Linked DNA regions of Gossypium hirsutum: region 1 is linked to region 2. A link is a contact called in public Hi-C data. All regions are on one chromosome and are shown on one strand. The core of a region is the stretch at or near the end of the contact, and the rest is flanking DNA. Distances in the headings are between cores, read along the strand shown. Region 1 has its middle 17 kb from the start of LOC107961882. Region 2 has its middle 3.5 kb from the start of LOC121223119.

Region 1 (6,886 bases), core at 4,111-6,610, 40 kb after region 2:
TATGATATTATTTTTAATTTTTTATTGTAAGTCATTTATATTATGTGAAGCAAACAATTTTAATTCCGTTTTTATTTATTCATTATTGGGTTGGTATAGGTGAAAAATATTTTGTGAATTTGTTTTGACAAAAAAAATCAATTTCAAAATTATTTTTTATTGATTATTATTAAATGTGACCATTAATTTTTCTTATATAATTCCAAATTTATTTATATTTTTAATAGATTTATGTATTAATTCTTTATTATTATTATTCTTAAAGCTTTAATTTATTTCTCAATTAGTATAAATTAAACTAATCTTCATTTAATTAGTACAAATATATATTTTGAAATTATAAAAAAATATATTATTTAATTAATTAAAAATTATATAAAATCGTGTGCAAAGAAGCTAGTAAAAGGAAAAGATAGAGTTTAGAATGCTCAAGTATGCTTCCAGAAATCCAAACTAATGTTTACCAGTGAAGGTTGAATGCGAACTCTCTTTGAGATAACAACTAAAAGAAATACAAATCTACTCTACAAAAATTCAAAGATTACAAAAGTAAATAATACAATCAAGAAATTAAGCTAACAACTCTCTCTAAAACAATGCTCCTAAAATCTATATACTTGAATTTTTTAGCAAAGAAAAATCAAAATTAGCCATCATTAAATTTTAAATTTTAGGCTCGGATTATAACCACATTTAACTCTTTTTTTTTTTATTTAATTGATTTGTCTTCAACAGTTTTACATGAAAAGCAAAATTTATAACTAAATATTAGACTCTTAATTATTTAATATTTAACTAATAATAAGATAGATTATAATGATAGAAAACAATCTATATTAGCATGTAATTTAAATTGTTCATAGTCCACCGAATTAGATTGAGCAAATGATTCATTAAAGGGACTATTATGTCGTCTATAAGTTTAATTCAGGAGGTAGTTTGTTTTGGTCATCGTAGTTGAATTGACTCCCAAAAATAAAGACATAAATTTGATTATCTAGACTGAGAATACATCGGGCAAAACTAAAATTGAATTTATCCAATATTCATTTATGGCTTTATTCACTTGTGATGTTTATGATGTGACTTATCTTAATCTTGAGTAACTGAATGCCCATTTTTATATAAGTCGTGTACTTTGATATATTGAAAACTTGTGTTTTCTTAGTAGTGGGCCGAAAGTTGGTATGTTGGACACATAACATATGCATAGAATTACTTTGCTAGCAATAATGGAATGATAACTCGATTAAATCAGTAAATTTTATCCTCTCACTAGTATTGTATGAATTATGAAAATGGAATAAAGTCATGAGTCATACAAATGACTAATTGTTATTGTTTGTAAATAATGATCATTTTCATTGTGGAAGATACAATGATGACCATAAAATAAAATGAATAGAATCAGGTGAATGTATTTAACCTAAAGAGATCATGAATGTCCTCAAAGGTATCACAAATATCAGAAAATTATTTAAAAGCTTAATATATGTAGTTTTTGTAATTGTATATAATGGAGAAATCAATCATAGTACTTTTATTGTATTCACTCATAATTAAATAACTTTATAATTAATAGACGAAAAGTCTAGTACATTAACTTTATATAAAAGCTTGGAGTCGAGAATCCATATTTGTATTGGGGAAGACCTAAAAGACTGATAAAAATGAAGAGAGCATTGTTTATAAACAACAAAATGCAAACTCGATTAAGAAAAAAAATCAAGATTGTAACTTTAGCTGCACTTCAACCACCATTGACTCTAAAATTGTCATTGCAAATTGTGGTGGCACCCCGAATTACAGATTTTGAGGATGATCACAACGCCTTAGATTAGAACATGGGAAGCAAGATTTAGGATTTATAGATTCATGCCCATGGACTGGCTTAAAGGGGATTAGGGTTGGGAGCTGAAGAATTTTGGACGGAATAGTTGCTCTCTGGAAATAGACATGAACGGTCATGACCCTTTTGTGAATATACCGTCAGGATACTTTTGTTTGTATTTATAATTATATTATCAACTTTCATTTAATAAACTGGGCTTGAAAAAGGGCCAAAAAATAAACTAATCAATAATTTTGGGCTTAAAGAAATAAAATATGTAAGCTTTAAAATATTTTAATCGCTTAGTTTATAAATCAAATCTAGATAAATGGAGTTAATTTTATCAAAATCAATTAAAATTTATAGTAAGAAAAATAATTTTAATAAATATAATATTTTTAAATAAAATGAAGAGAAATTTATTCATGTAATATTAGTGTATTATATATATTTATTATATTTGGGCCCTTTGGCCAATATTTTTAGATATAGCCATTAACAGTGTTGATGTGACAGTTTAGGTCAGCAAAATAGAAAATTTAAAATTTTTTAAAAATCTTATTTAAATTTTTTGTCTGGAATGAACTTAGACAACTAATTGCCCAGATTCATTTGAACCTACCACCGGTTTGTCTATGTTCATTTCAAACTTAATTTTCTTATAAATTACAAAAAATTACTTTTGTTAAATTTGTAAAAATTTATTAAATTTTATAAAATGTTGAATAAAATTAAAAAAGCTTAAAATTTTAAAATTATTAAAAATCATTTAACCGTTTAAGCACAAAATGAATCTATAAAATCATTTGCTCAAATTTATTAAAGATGATTTTTTAAAATTATATAAAGTTTTAAAATATTAAAAATATTTTTTTATAAAACCATATAAAGTGGGTATCAATGATTTAATTCTACTGATACTTTTTAGGTTATATAAAAAACAATTTAGGAAATAAATAAATGTATTTTTAAATTAATAATTATACTTGTAAAGTTTAAAAAGAAGTGTGGATATATCTCAATTATTTTAACCTTTTAGACTACACATGTGAGAAAATAAATTATACACTTTTTTTAATTGAAATATATTCACAATTTTTTTAACTTTACAAGTATTATTAATAAATTAAAATATTATATATTATATTTTGTAAATTATTTTTTTATTTTTATATAACCTAATGGTACCATTAGAGTTAAAACATTGATACACATCTTATATTTTAAAGAAAAATATTTTTAATATCCTAGACTTAAACTTTTAATTAATTTTTTTGAACTTTTTTTCATTTTATTTAATATTTTTATAATTTTAATAATGTTTTAAAAATTTATTAATTTTTTTCAAAAAATTATAATTTTAGATAAATCTAAAATGAATCTGTGAACATGGACAACCATTGTCCAGGTTCACCCCAAACCTAAAAAATTTAAATAATTTTTTGAATATTTTATTTTTATTAATGTGGCAATCGACAATTGTCACTGACATGGACTATCACGTCAACATCATTAATCTCTAACGATCAAAGATAAAAAAAAAATATTGGTCAAAGGCTTCATTAATTTTTTTTACAAAAATTCAATATATACCCCTTTAACCTTAATTTTTTTTTAATGATAAATTCAAAGTGATGCATCAAAACTTACCATAATGTATTACATATCGGTACAATATTAACTATCTTGATTTTGGCCCCAAAATATAAATTTGTTTTTTTACCATTTAAACAATGTGCAATATTGTAGCTTCACTCTGGTAAATTTATAAACACTAATTTATTTTTAAAACTAAAAGTGTTCTAAAATTCATATGATAGACATGGGAATTTGGATTGTGAATTCAGATATCCGATCTAAATATTAAAATTACTATCCGCTGTAGAAGCGAATAGACCTCTCGAATATCCATTATCTGAATCTGCATTAATAACACAACTCCAAATACAGAGATCTAAATCTAGATTTGGATAGCTGGTTACAAAATATTTAAGATTTTCCTTTTGGTGAGGTTCAAGCACAACCATTAATAACTAAAACTATACTTTAATTGTTGATTGATTCTTAACTTGATTGGCATAAACATTGTTGCTAATGCAAGAAAATAAAATTATTCAAAAAAAAAATTATAATTCACTATTTGAATTTGATTTCATATAGTAATGTAGAGTCAGATGCAACTAATAATATTTAATTCAGATTTAAATAATAATATTCGAATAATTGATCAATTCGGTTCAACATTGAGATGTAGCAATGACAAGGACAGGTATGAAATTGATGTTGGTTGGCTGCATATTTAAAGTGGCAGAGTTTTATTTAAACCCTCGGATACTTGCAAGGCCTTTCCGCAGCACTAAGTTTACATTCATTCCCTTATGGAAAAGTTACAACTCCTTTAGCATCTCTTCCTATCTTTTAAATTTCTCAACATCGATCTACCAAAGAATATGAGCTGTTCTTCGATGATGTGAAAAAGAGTAATCATCATCTTCTTCTTATTTTTCCATGGTTTACAGAAAACCTCGGGCTTGTTGTTGTGTGTAACAACAGGCAGCCCCAGGTTACAGCGACTGCCACCACCATCCTCAATTTGTTTTCCCTGGATTGATCAGATATCAACACGTGCAATGGTTTTATTAAGTCTTCCTCCCAAATAGTAGCCATCTTCTCATTATCAAACTCAAAAAGTTCTTATTAAAATCATAAGTTCTAACCTCTTGCTTGTATGATATTAAGCCCAACCGTATTGATCAGTTCTAAGTCTAAACAAAGCCAGAAAAATGACCTTAGGACCCATCTTCATAAGTAAACATTTTTCCCCTTAATTTCTGATTTGATATTCCCTGCTCGGGGTGTTTTTTTAGTTCATGTTTTTCATTTCTGATGAGATGTTACATATTACGTTTTCGTTAACACGTTTAATGTTTTCACTTTTATATACATTATTGATATTTATACATGATTTGTTTTTCTAATTTCAATTTTTTAACTTAAAAGTACATTAACGTCAATTTGTTCTTAAATCCCCACACACAACGTTGAAAATATTTTCGACAAATTGAGGGATCATATTTCATTACTTGTAAATCTTTTTTTTTTATTTTTTTTGTTTAAAGCATTACATAAAAAGTTTGGCTTGAATATTTCTATGACAATCTAGGTCTTACTAATGGCTTGAAACAAAAATGCAAAATCCCTTGGGAATTGTTCAAAATGTTCACCATTTACTATCTTCTTGCTCGAAAGTTGAATTTTGTCACATTGTTAAGAAAAGTAATTGTGTCGCCGATTGGATTGTTAAACACACCAAAAATCTGGATGGTTTTTTTTTTCATTGGATGGATTTTCCTCCAAAAGATGAATTTTTATTCGGACTTTAAAAAATTCGAAACCATGCATATCATTAATGAAATTTGTTAAATCGATTTAAAAACCTAGTTATTTTTGTTGAAACAAGTATGAGTCACCAAAATGCAGGCGGTCGGCCATTAGGCTACGTCATTCAAGGTTTTGGGTTTAGCTGGACAGCATATTCCTTGGCCTCTATAAGAAAAACTAAAGACAAGACGCTGTTCACTGATTAGGTTGGTAGAGTCGCCTATCTATCGCTCGATTTTTGGATATTCCTACCAACATTGATCGATTGGCTGGCGATCGGTGCGCATGCGCAATCGCTCGAGAGTTTGCACATTCGTGCGAGAATCGCTCTATTCACAGGCAATCTTTCGATTTTGGTCTACTGACTGGCGATAGGTGAACGCAGTTTTGGTCCACATACGCAATCGCTCGATTTTGGAATATTGGTTCAAGCATCGGACGATCGGGCCTTGTAAAACGCGCAATCGCTCGAGAGTTTGCATATTCGTGCGAGAATTGGTCTATTCACAGGTAATCTTTCGATTTGGTCTACTGACTGGCGATAGGTGAACGCGATTTTGGTCCACAAACGCAATCGCTCGATTTTCAGGATATTCGTTCGAGCATTAAGCTATTCACTGGTGAAGACATTGTATGTTTTACGAAGGGTTAATTCACTGTATGTGACAAATGTTTTCATATTAATGTTTGAATTTTTATTTTACTCCTTATTTTTTAAAATAAATAATATTTCATTAAAATGGCTGGACTATAAAAATTGGGATCGGGAAAAATTGTTAAGTACAAAGACCCCAATCTCAATTTTCTTATATATTTTATTTTTAATTACAATTCAAAGGAGTATTTGAATCATATAATATTTTATTGATCTTAATATATAAAAAAATATTTAACCTTTGAATTTGATAGTAATTTTCTAGTTGATCCTTATACCTCCTTTTTTTGTCAAGATTAGTCCCTAATTTTAAATTTTGTCAAGTTTCTTTTTTTTGCTAAAGGGTCCTTAAACTGTTGGATTTTTCCAAAAAAATTTAATTAGGTCTTCATGCACTCAATTAATCACTTAAAGTTAAAATTCTATTCACTTCATCTTTTTAACCGTTAAAGAAGGTTATCATTATTATTCTTTAGTTAACAATTGACCGAAAACCTTACAAATCATAAAATTTATAAAGAAAAAAAATAAAAATTTATAGAAAATCATAAAAATTATACAAAAATTATTAAAAATTACAATATTGTAAAACTATATATAGAAAATTGCAAAAACAAAAATATAAGAGATATAGAAAATTGTAAAGATCATTATAAATGAAAAGAAATTATATAAATTATAAAGATTATTAAATTTTGCAAACAAAATATTTTAAAAACTATTCAAATAAGAAAATTTAAAACTAGATAAATTATAAAAAGTGAAATATATTTAAAAATATAGAAAATTATTAAAAATAATTTAAATATTAATAAAATTGTTAAAAAATTTAAGTGCTTAATTGAAATTTTAAAGTATTTAATTTATAATAAAAAATTGGCTAAATGGCCTTTAAAGACTTTACACTTTCCTAAAAATATCAATTAAGTCCCTATAATTTTTTTTTTGCACTCAGTCCTTTGACCATTAAAATTAAAGTTAATAAAGTTAAAGAGTAATGGTAACTATTTTTGGGCTTA
Region 2 (6,915 bases), core at 3,047-5,546:
CCTGGCCCGAAAATTTGACCCGCTCTAGGGGGATCCGCGTGTTTTCTATAAGGGCTAATTGCACTTTTAGCCCTTCCTCTTTTTTAATGTTTTTCAATCAGGTTTTTTTACATTCTTAAATTTCCCCTTTATTTTATTACCGTTTTCAATTTGGTCCCATTGGAACGACGTCGTTTTAGAGGAGAGGGGAAAATTTCCCTTCCAGCCCCTCTATGTTATACGCGCGTTCAGCATAGTCCCTTCCCTTTGATTTTATTTGCGATTCAAGCCCAAATTTTAATTTTTTCTTCGATTTAGTCCGTTTCTTTGTTATTTTGGTTGTTTTCCCATTAAAATTAATCAATCTAATACTATTATTATTATTATTATTATTGTTATTATTGTTATTATTCACTCATTTCTACCTTTTAATCTTAATTTTGTTATGCACATTAAATATATATACGTTTTTACAATATATATACACATATTTTGCTAATATATATATACGTACATTTTAAAGTTGTAAATACATTTTTATATTTCATTTTTTTGTGTGCATGCATACACCTATATCCATATGTACATATACATATTTATACACACTTCTATTTCATAATTTCAATATATATATACTTATATCCATACATATTTTTTTATACATATACTGTTAATATACATGTACGTACCTATATGCTTTCCATATTTTATAATTTATAATTTATATATACATACTTACGTAAACTTTTATATTTAATAATTTTGAAATACATATATACATATATTTTTCATATTTTTATAAATTTATGTACATACACACTTTTTTTATAACGTATATACTTATATTATATTTTTATTTTTATTTTATTTTATAATCTATATACCTATTTATGTAAATATTTATGCTTTTTTTAAATCCATATACATTATCTTTTATTTATTTTCTTCATTTATTTATTTATTTGTATGTCCGTTATTATTATTTATTATGCTTTAGAATTTTTATTTGTTTATTGCTCGTCATTGTACATATGTGATTGATTTTATTTATATACATGTGACTTCTTATTTATTTATCTTTTTTTTTGCTCGTGATTATTTTATTTACATTATCATCATCATTTCATTACACCCATTTTTTAGATTTCAAAAAAGAAATTTTAAAAATATAAGTAATATTCGGTATTTTGGATCTTCGAGAGAATCGAGCCCTAACGTATTGGGTTTCGATTTTCTTCGTGAATTTAAATAATCGAGATTACTCTTTTAAAAATGATAAAAAGCTCATTATCGAGAATTCAATACGTTGTGTCCTAACGCATTGGATGTGACACATTGTTTTCTCGAGACGAGGATTTTTCGAAATAAATGCAATATTCAATGTTTAATATTTTGAGAAATTGTGCCCTAACGTATTGGGTTGCGATTTCTTCATTTGATTTAAACAATTGAATATTCTTTTAAACTTTATTACACGAATCTTTTCAAACTCAAGTTTTAAACGATATCGGGAATTAAAAAAGGATCGTGTCCTAACTTACTGGTCGTGATCCCTTTTTTAATCCAAGATAGTTAAATATCTTTTAAATAAGCATTTTTCATTCGCGTATCGGGAATTCGAGACATTGTGTCCTAACTTACTGGACATGATTCTCTTTCTCGAATAACGTGAAATATGCCCCCTTTCCCTGAAAATTTTCAACGTTTTAATTCAAGGATCGTATTTTTTAAATCTCTTTAAAGTTTTCAATTTTCGACATAGGTACCAATTTTGGGCGTATCGAGGGTGCTAATCCTTCCTCGTGCGTAACCGACTCCCGAACCCGTTTTTTCTGAATTTCGTGGACCAAACTTGTTGTTTTAATAAAATCAAACCGATTATTAAAAACAACCACTTTTCGAGGTGATCCAATCACACCTCATTAAAAAAGGATTGGTGGCGACTCCCGTTTCTTTTTTCAAAACTCAAGTCGATCCCGTTTTTCATCCAAAAAATGGTGTCAACAAAGATCTTTGATACAGTTAATAGAAACAACACTTTATCTTTCCACCTTGTGTAATTGGTTCCATTGAACCCATCTATTTTGATCATATCTTGATGAACTTTAACACTTGAAGTTAATTCAATTTTCATGTAAAAAATGCTTATAATAAAGCAGAGGGATATATAGTAGAGTATGCAATATAGGCTTTCAAGCATAAGACACTTTCCTTTTAAGGTTTTATTATTCCTCCCTAATACAACAAGGTTTTAAAATAGAGAAAATGGTATAATAAAAATTTTCTTTATATTTACAGTGTAAAGTTACTTATAGTAAGCACTTAACCATTCGCATAAACCATGTTTTTACCAAATTTATTTAAATCGGATTGGACTAGTTGGTTAAACCAGTTAGACCAAGAATCAATCAGGGTGCTGGCTTAGAAATAGGGGTTAGATTGATTGACTCATGAATTGCTCAGAATCAATTAAACCGTAATAAAAATTGGGTTTTGTTTTCAAGGTTTTGAAAACGTTTAGTACATTTAAGTTTATTTTTTCCATATTATACACTCGTTTGTTTACTCCATTAATGAAAAGCCAAAGTTTCCTTTGCCCGTGATTTTTCTCCTCTTCAAAAGATTTTTCCACGTAAATATTTGTGTGTTTGATCTTCTCTATTTTACTTGTTCATTGTGTATACGGGTCAATCCCCAACAGTAACCATGTAACAAAAAAACATCATTGTAATGAACATGAATTTGATAGATAATTTTAATGATATTAACAACTCTTAAAAAATATTACATCATCATTTTAATCAAAATAAAACATTTCAACTAATCAATGACATTGTAAAAGTTGAGGTACAGAATATTGTCAAGAAATTGAAATGTAAAGATTAAATTTTAAATTTAAGCTAAAGACCAAAATTTTAAACTTGGCTATTATTTTATAATGTATAGAAAAAATAAGGTGACATGTAACTTTGCCACATTCATAATTTTTTTTGCCAATATATTTATAAATAGTACAAAAAAAATTCACTTTTAAGCTTTCAATTACATATAAATTTTTTTATTCTTAAACACTTGTCATATGATACTAAAATAATAAGATAACTATCACATATAAGTATGTAAATTATTTAGCCTAATCAAAGCCGTTATAAAAATAAAGGACCAAATTATGTAAAAATAAAATATAAAAATTAAATATCAAATATCAAATATGAGTATGGTAAAAAAAAATCAAAACTGTAATTTTACTATTATCTTATATATAGTATAGATTATTTGCATAAATTGTTCTCACGTATTATTATTTTTCTCTAAATGTTAACACGATTATTGAAAATGTCGTGTCTCTTCAACACAATTGTTTTAATGTAAAATTTAATATATTCCAAAAGTATATAAATAGGATATTAATCAAAATAAATTAATTGCATTAAAAAAACTTAAGTTCAAATGTTTATCTTTTAATAAATATAATATAAAAATGACCTTCCACTAAGCTTATTTGTCTAATTATACATTCTTTATTTTAACTTTTCGGTTGAATAAATAATTAAAATTTTAAGCTACTGATATTAACATTTAATATTGACTATTTTTATTCGATTAGTAGCTAGAAAATCACCATAGGAAAATAAACTTATTATTTTATTCGATTAGAGTTTAAGATTTTTAGTAATATAATTTTAAAATAGTTAATGTTTTTATTATATTCAATAATTTATATAAATTACATTAAATAAAATTTATTATTTAATAAAATAAAAAATAAATACATAAATATGATTAATGAATAAAGAGTGAACTTGAAAGGGGAAAAACAACCAATAACTTAAATTTTGTTTTCATATTTCCGCACACGGTTCATAGTAGGAGATAAATACAAAGCGCACATGAGTCCAAGGACAATACAGAGTGGGTAAGATTAGATCGATGCTCCTCAAACATTAAATTTATCGATAGGGACAGGCCTCCGTTCACTATAAAATTTGGCAAAAATAGCTTCTAAAATCCTCTCCCTTTTCTCTCCTAAGCTCATCGCTTTGTTGGATCTAACGGAAAAACCAAGTAATTTTGTTAAATTGGTTAAAAGCATTGTTTGGTTATTTTGGTTGAAACAAGTATGAGACACAAAAATAGAGGTGCTGAGTTGGGCTCCTATGATTATAACAAAACGTCAAAATGCTTCTGTTTTGTCATTTTCCGTGGCGATCGGAGAACGTATTGTACGCCTTGCTCCATTGGTCTATAGGAATGCGGAAACAATGCTCCATTTTGTCATATTCCTGGAAACACTGGCATATTGAGTGGCGATCGGTGAAGGTATTGTACGCCTTGCTCCATTGGTCTATTGAGGCCTCGGGGAATGTGGAAAAATGCTCCATTTTGTCATATTCCTACGAACACTGGCATATTGAGTGGCGATCGGTGAAGGCAATGATGCCCTGCTCCACACCAAATCGCTCGAGTCTTGGCAATACTCGTAGCAGCATTGATATATTCACTAGCGATCAGTGAAGCCAATAAACATCTATGGACTCACATATTGATAAGAATAGGGTAATTTATTTTAATCTTATTGATAGACATTAGTATATATAATATTTATACAGTAGTAGTTACGTAGAAATAGGAAATGTACATAATATATTCCTAAATATATGCCTAAAAGATAAATAATAATATACAATATATTCCAAAAAGATAATAGCCCATAATAATATCTTAACACCCCCTCAAGTTGGAGCATGTAGATCACAAGTGCCCAACTTGCTAAGTAGGTATTCAAATTGCGGTTTACCAAATGCCTTTGTAAAAATGTCAACCAATACTTAATAAAGGTCGGAACATAAGAAGGTGCAATCAACCATCCTGAATTGCATCCCTAACAAAGTGACAACCCATTTCAATATGTTTAGTACGTCGTGAAATACAAGATTTTGTGCAATATGCAACACAAATTGACTATTGCAAAAATAAAGGAATAACTTTAGGATGATGAACTCCTAAGCTCAATAGCAAGACCTTTAACCACTTAAGCTCACAAGTGATGAAAGTCATAGACCTATACTCAGCCTCATCGAAAGAACGAGAAACAATATGTTGTTTCTTAGTTTCCAGGAAATAGGAGATTGTCCCAGAAAGAAAAGTCAACCAGTAAGCGAACGCTGAGTTAACGAACAAGCAACCCAATCACCACCCCTTTAAGGAAAACCACTATCAAATCTCAATATAATCCATTAACTAGGAGAGCCTTTCAAGTACTAAACAATATGCAATGTCACCTCCCAATGATCCTAGCTCGGCTCATGCATAAACTAAGATAAGACATGAGCCGAGTATGTTCAATTAGTTCTAGTCACTACCAAATAAATCAAACAACCCATCTACCATCTGTAGGACTCAAGATAAGTCAAAATCTTCACTATACCATACGCCAATCTATGATTTTTCTCTATTAGTGATCCTGTAGGCTTTGCTCCCAAAAGACTCGTCACCAAAATAATATCAAGTGCATATTTCCTTTGACAAAGAAATATATCCAAAGAACTACGAGTTACCTCTATCACCAAAAAAATATTTCAAAACACCTTAATGTGTACAGATCCCTTGGTGTATGTAAAGAGAGAATAATCAGAATATGATTGAAGAAATTCATACCCTTTCAGTGTAGCAACAAACTTAAAAAACCAAGACTAAGGAGCCGGTTTTAACCCATACAAAGACTTGCGCAAATGACCGTGTATGTTTCAAAATTAAATCTCTTATTTTACATATAGCATGAGTGAGATACATGGTTTAAGTACAGGGTCGTGTAACTCATAGTCGCATGGTCTTAGTCAGATACACGACCCAATCACACAACTGTATAACTCCATGCTACACGGGTTTAGGCTGACCACATGACCATGTGACCCCTGTTTATGTACTTTTCCTTACTTTTGCTAAGTTTTCAAATTAGTCCTTTCTCACTTCTGAGATGATTTTAGAGCTTCCATAAGCTTGTTTTAAGCTTGATTTTGTATGTAAAACATGAACTGAATGATGTATGAGATTTATTGAAAATTAAATGAATTCTTGATTTAAAATTTCATGTAAATGTTCTGTTAATTTGTTGTAGCATCTCATTACTCGATTCCAGTATCAGGGACAAGTTAGGGGGTGTTACTGTAACACCTGATTACCATTATTGACCAAAAAAATTGAGAAATGTAGGATTAAATTTAAGACATTAGAAATGTTTTGAATCCCGTTGGGACATTCAAAACTTTTAGGGGTTGAATTGTGATTAATTGGATTCTAATTCTTCTTTAGTTAGATTGGAACCGACTAGTTTCATAGTGGGAGACAACATGATTAAGAATGGATGGAGGGCACTGCCGGTGAGGATCGTGCCTAAGGAGCATATATAAGTGTAGGTGGAGATAAAATTTACTCAATTCTATTTACTAATATTTTCCTTTCCATAGCATTATCTTCTTCAAAAGGGGATGCAATTGAAGGAAACTCTGCATGTCACTGTAGTTGCATAGATTTAAGTCTGGAGGTGGAGAAATTGAGGAATTGGTAAGCTTCCCTAATCTCTGAGCCTATGAATTGAAGAAGGGAGTAGAGAAAGACTCCCAAAGCTTCAGTATATTTTAATGTTCTAGATTTCTAAGAACTGACCACCATTAGATTAACTGATGAATGGTTGTCATGCTTAGCTTTCAGGACAAATGAAGCTTGAATGATTCGGACCAACTGAACTATTAAGGATAAGGAAACAAGGTCGGTTTCTGCACCCTACCTCATGTATGATAAACGTTTTCTGTGATCTTGCCAATTATGTGTTGATTGTTTAACTATAGGTAAATCATAATGTATGGATGATTATTATATGCATGGTATGGAGGGAAATCATCGGCGGGATAGATGAAGTTAGAAAATGGGAATGGA

What was found. A called contact is a pair of places that touch in the nucleus more often than the background predicts.
Region 1: a contact with region 2 is called in a Hi-C map of petal, with 1.6 times the contacts expected there. The contact joins two enhancer-like sites. A contact is called at or near these places in 5 of 34 Hi-C or Micro-C datasets (anther, hypocotyl, leaf and 2 more).

What each region holds. Positions count from the first base shown.
Region 1 is chrD11:54,536,966-54,543,851 of Gossypium_hirsutum_v2.1, forward strand. No RefSeq gene overlaps it. Among protein-coding and RNA genes, the nearest start is that of LOC107961882, 17 kb to the right of the region's middle. Within about 2 kb of position 5,361, at least 6 of the 9 cell types and tissues checked have an H3K27ac peak or open chromatin away from gene starts, as enhancers often do.
Region 2 is chrD11:54,498,430-54,505,344 of Gossypium_hirsutum_v2.1, forward strand. No RefSeq gene overlaps it. Among protein-coding and RNA genes, the nearest start is that of LOC121223119, 3.5 kb to the left of the region's middle. Within about 2 kb of position 4,297, at least 1 of the 9 cell types and tissues checked has an H3K27ac peak or open chromatin away from gene starts, as enhancers often do.